2 separate regions of the Gossypium arboreum genome follow, and region 2 is linked to region 1. The links are chromatin contacts, called in public Hi-C maps. All regions are on one chromosome and are shown on one strand. The core of a region is the stretch at or near the end of the contact, and the rest is flanking DNA. Distances in the headings are between cores, read along the strand shown.

Evidence for each region. A called contact is a pair of places that touch in the nucleus more often than the background predicts.
Region 2: a contact with region 1 is called in a Hi-C map of leaf, with 4 times the contacts expected there. The contact joins two enhancer-like sites. A contact is called at or near these places in 2 of 5 Hi-C or Micro-C datasets (both in leaf).

Annotation. Positions count from the first base shown.
Region 1 is chr9:40,784,904-40,787,654 of ASM2569848v2, reverse strand. No RefSeq gene overlaps it. Among protein-coding and RNA genes, the nearest start is that of LOC108452293, 6.4 kb to the left of the region's middle. Within about 2 kb of position 1,379, at least 2 of the 2 cell types and tissues checked have an H3K27ac peak or open chromatin away from gene starts, as enhancers often do. A contact at or near this core is called in leaf, where this site is marked.
Region 2 is chr9:41,254,598-41,257,348 of ASM2569848v2, reverse strand. No RefSeq gene overlaps it. Among protein-coding and RNA genes, the nearest start is that of LOC108489278, 22 kb to the left of the region's middle. Within about 2 kb of position 1,343, at least 2 of the 2 cell types and tissues checked have an H3K27ac peak or open chromatin away from gene starts, as enhancers often do. A contact at or near this core is called in leaf, where this site is marked.

The sequences.
Region 1 (2,751 bases), core at 130-2,629:
TTGCCATCATCCGAACTTGCCACAGATTGAAATTTGTCTCACCATTGAACTTCTCAATTTCAAACCTTGTTGTTGCCATCTCTGAATGAGCTGATCTATGAAAATTGAACTAACTCTAATACTACTTGTTAGGAATCGACCCAATTAAGCAACGAACAAGAAAATAACGGAATAAATTGAGAAATTGAACACACAAATTTAACATGGAAAAACCCCTCCAATGAGGATAAAAAACAACGGGTAAAGATAATTTTACTATAATGGCAAAAGAATGAAGAGTACAAAAGATTAAGATTAAGATTAAACCCCGAAAACCCGAAAACAAAGAACCCTCAAAACGTAAACAGAAAATTCTCTAAATGTGTTATGAGTTCTAATCTCTAATGGGTGTATTTTTCTAAGGTTGTAAAAGAGACTATTTATAGGCTAAATTCATAGGTCAAATAATAATAAAATAATCTAAACTAATCAATATTTGATTGAAACAAGTAAACAGAATTTAACTGAAAGATTATTTTTCAAATTTGACTCAAAATAGGAGTCATATTTAACACCAACCATAACTGATCCAAAACTTTGTTGTTCTTATATCCAAAGGGGATTGTGCGACATTACATGATCAAGAAGCTACTCAGATAGGTTATTATTAATGAAAATCATGAAAGAGGAACTAAAAAGTACAAGAGAGAATTGCAAGTACAATAAAAACTAGAAAAATAAAAAAATAAAAAAATAAAAAATAGAAATGTAAAATAGACAACACAATCAATTAATTCCGTAGTTAGAATCCAATGCTACATTTAAAGACTTTTTTAGAGAAAAATCTATTAAAAAGATAATTTAAGCTTAACTCACACTTCTTATAGCCTCACTCCTGTGCAATTATAAACATTCAACTCTCTCACCAAAATTTTTCCAGTGAAATATTTGTCCAGTCCAAACTGATAGAACATTTTGTTTACAATATAAAGTCACTCATAAATGTGCTGGGCAATAAATTGACTGAGTTCTCTATTTGCACACACAAAAGATAAAAACAAGTCTATTTTATATAGATGTTTTGTAGGCTTCTTAATCAAGTTACTGTGATTGATATTAACCTCCAATCAGTCTTCTTATTAAGGAATGCGATACAGTAGAGGTCCTCTTCAATTAAACATATTGATCACATATCTTAAATAAATAAAAAAAGTTTATCACAATAAATCACTTTAAGTTATCCTTGACAGAATTTCTTTTTCCAATTAACCTCGAATTCCGTTGCATAGAACCCCTTAAAAATATGTACAAAATCAAATACATTCATCAGGTCAAATATGTCTACAAAATAGGCAATTTACAACCAACTCAGTTGAAAAGTAAGTTGCAACTTGCAGCATCAACATGATACAATATTTGATTTGATTTTTTTTTTTTTTGCTTTCAAATAGTTGAGTATAATTTGGAAGAGTAGCTAGCTGGGGAATGAATCTTTATTTAGGTCCCTTTGGTGTATTTGGATATATCTTAGCTGATCACCAACACCAATCAGCACAGTTGGTAGGGTTAGAAATAGATGCCAGTAATAATAACGCTTACTAATGCCCTGAGACATAGAGCAGTGCCCGTGACATCATTGCCAAGTTTAGTCTACGTTTGGCCCAAAACCTACTTTAACATGCGCTTCTGTCTTTCTTCCTTTTACACAACAATGGAGCTTGGACTTGAGAGGCATCCCAAATTTTGTTTGCTCATGAAAAGCCCATAAAAGTTCGTATTGACAAAAAGAAAGTCTTGAGGACTCCCTTTTTTACTCGTTTAACTCCTAAACCAAAGCCAACTAGCAGCCCATCAAATAACGAAATCCTTTCCACTGCTACTTTTTGAATAGAAAAAAGTGTTTTGATAAAATTATTGAAAATTTTCATTTGATTAAAAATTTTTATTTCAGCATTTATTATTTTAAATGTTTTTTATAATTGTTTTAAATTTTTACCTAATATAAAATTTTCAACAAAAATGTGTTGAATAAGATAAATAGCTAGGTCAGTTATTTATCACTTAATGTAGAAAATATAAAGTTATTTTAATTTATTAAAAAATTAACAAAAATAAATTTTAAAAAATGAAATATTAAAATTAATATATTTATCTTTCATCCAAAACTATTCAAAATAATATAACATACTTGTTATACCCTTACCTCGATAGAGACACATGGCGACACGAGAACTAGCCAGAAAGGTGAGCAACCCTTGGCCTTGTATTGTCTATGTCACACCCTAAAATGTTAAGTTTACATTGGAATCATGACTTTGAGTATTAATTTGAAAAGCTTATAAATTGAGTGGGTTCTAGTGGAAATCAGGGGAATTGGCGGGTTCATTGTGAAAATGTTGGATTTCAACCTTGGTTCATTGCAATTGAACTAGAAAAATATCTTAGTGGGAGACATGATGATTATGGATATGTACACCAGGCTATTGAATTTGAGATCGGTGAAGGGAGTGAGAAAATATTATATAAATGAGAGATATTATTCTCTGGTAGAGGTGTGCATGGGCCGGACTACCCGGCCCGGCCCGAAGGCCCCCCCCCTAATGTGGGAGGGTTTGGGCAAAAATATAGGCCTGAAAAATGGGCTTGGACAAAAAAATAAGGCTCGTTTAAAAAATGGACCGGGCCTCGGGTAAGGTATTTTAGTTCGGGCTGACTTTTACCAAATTTTACCGACTCGAATCACTAAAGGACAAAAAATCTGCATATTTTTTT
Region 2 (2,751 bases), core at 94-2,593, 470 kb before region 1:
TCAAGGACTTTTAGATACGTTTATTAACATCATTTTAATATAATTTTACATCCAATATCTCAAAATTAAACCATTCTCTCTCCTTATTTCTTAATTCAAAGCATTCAAAAAACAATCTTGAGTACAACACAAGTTCAATTGAAATTTGATCTTGAATTTAATCCTGGATAATTCGTACTCTACCTTTTATAAAAAATATATCTCTTAAAGTTGAATTCCATAACATTTAGAAAGAAAAAAAAGGTCCATTTACGTCATAATGCATAAACCATTATCATAAAAGAAGAGGTTTCTGGGTCTCACATATGTTTATTGGTTTGATTTCTCCATCGATAGCATTAGTCAAAAGCAATATTGTAGGACAAGTAATAATGCAAACCTATAATATGGTCCAATCAATATACAAGACTCGGCTCAATTAATTAATAGAAGTCTTGGAATGGGTCCTATTAATAGAATAGATAGCCATGGTCTGACCCGGACTGACTCCTCGGTTGGGTGGGAGTCAAATATCCAACACTCCATTCTCATGATCATTAGATAGGATTCCATATTTTTTATGTTATTACATAATGTACTTTGTATAAATTCAAGTTTGATGAATTTTAGTTTTTGTATTTTTGAATTAATTTTTGTAATTTTTGTAATTTTTAAATTTTAAATTTTTAAATTTTTAAATTTTAAATTTAATTTTAATTAAATGGTTGCGTTAAAATTTATTTGGTTAAATTATGCTATTAGTCATGTATTATGTATAAAGTTATAGATTTAGTCCGTGTTCTCTAATTAGATCATTTTAGTCACTATATTTTTCAATTTGAAATTTTATTTTTGATGCAAATGATAGTTATTCAATCTATTAACCGGTATTTTTTTTGTGAGTAATATGTGGAAATAATAAGCATGACATTACACATGTGATAATATGTTTGCTACATCAAAATTTAAAAATACTAAAACTTAATAAATTTAATAGCTACTATTTACTTAGAATTAAAATTTTAAAATTCTAAAAGTATAAAGATTAAAATGACTAAATTAAAATATAAAGACTAAATTCACAACTTATATATACTACATGGATTAATAATAGAATTTAAACGCTAAAAAGTGGGTATATAGGTTTAGACCCACCACCAACTAGATTTGAAGTCCTTATGGTCGGATTTCCTATCTTTATAGCTTTAATTTGGGTTTTGAAGTGGGAAGAAAGGCATATTGTCAAATGTGAATGTCCCTAGAAAATATATGTGGTGGTAACCAAATTGTTTTAAAGCTAATTTTCTCTCAAAAAGCGAAAAAAGAAAAAGAACAAGAAAAGGAAAATAGTCGCTAAGGTAAGCGCCATGACAAGTGGGGATTATATTCACAACATTTGTTGCCGGTGAAAGACAACCAAACTTATTGGATGTAATTGATTATGAGTTGACTATTATTATATAATATAAACAATCTAGTGGTAGTGGAGACCAATTATTCATGAAAATTATTTTTTAAAAATTTCTTTCATGACTAAATTTTGGATATATACTAAGGTTATTTCCTTTCGTAGTAGGAAGTTTTATGTAATTAATGCCTGAAATGCTTGGTGCTGAAAAAAAAAGAGATTTTTTAATAAAAAATTAATTTTGAATATAAAACAAAATAAATTATTTTAAACTGGAGAAAATTTCCAAACTAGTACACATTTTTGCAATGTATAGGAAAATTAAATTTTCTGAAATTTGATTTTCATATTTTCTTATCTCTCATCCTTCAATCATTCAATTAGTTGAAAAACTGATAAAATAAAAGAAAAATCGATTTTATAAAATGGATTTTTTAATTTCGATGTAATCTTAAACCAATTCAAATAAAATTTTTAAACAATTTTTTATTTTAGAGTTTGAGTTTACCCATCCTCCCTAATTCAGCTTCAACTTTAAAATTTTCTTTAAATTTTTAATTAAGTTTTACATCATAATTTGAATTATAATTTATAAATAATAATTAAAATGATATTATAAAATAATTCAATAATTTACGTTATAAATTATAAATTACTTCAAAATTATAAATAATGTCATAAATTAAATTACTTCAATAATTTTATAAATAAAAATGATATTGTAAAATTAAAATATTAAAATTATATTATAAATTAAAAATAAAATATAATTTTTTAAAAATATTTAAATATTATAAAATAACTTTACAATTTATAAATAACGGAAAATTTTCTCTTACACATATGTGTGAGTGTTAAGTGAACTCTAATTAAAAGTAATTATATGTTTGATTAAGCACACAATAAGAGTCTTATATGTGAGTGATTACCTAATGATTCATTGTATAAGTTGAACCTTTATAATTTGGCAATGAAAAATGAATATGTTAGAAAGGCTAAATCAATGCATAAATGAACATAAGAAAATTTTACTAAGGGCTTAACATTAATCATGGGATAGGATAAGTATCATTTACTGAACTTATCCAACATACACGTTAGTTGTTTAAGCGTGTAGGTTCAAAACTTGATTGAGAAGCTTGAGATTTATGGTTTGAAAGTATTGCATCATGATTGAGATTTTGAGGTGGTAGTTCATTTATCTGGTTATCAATTGTATTATGACTCTATACATAAATACTTAGAGTGAATTAAGAAATTTTGTAAATTTATTTTGGGTTTGGCTATGTACATAAATACTTAGATTGGTTTGAAAAAAGAATATGTTAGAAAGGTTAAATCAATGCATAAATGAACATAAGAAA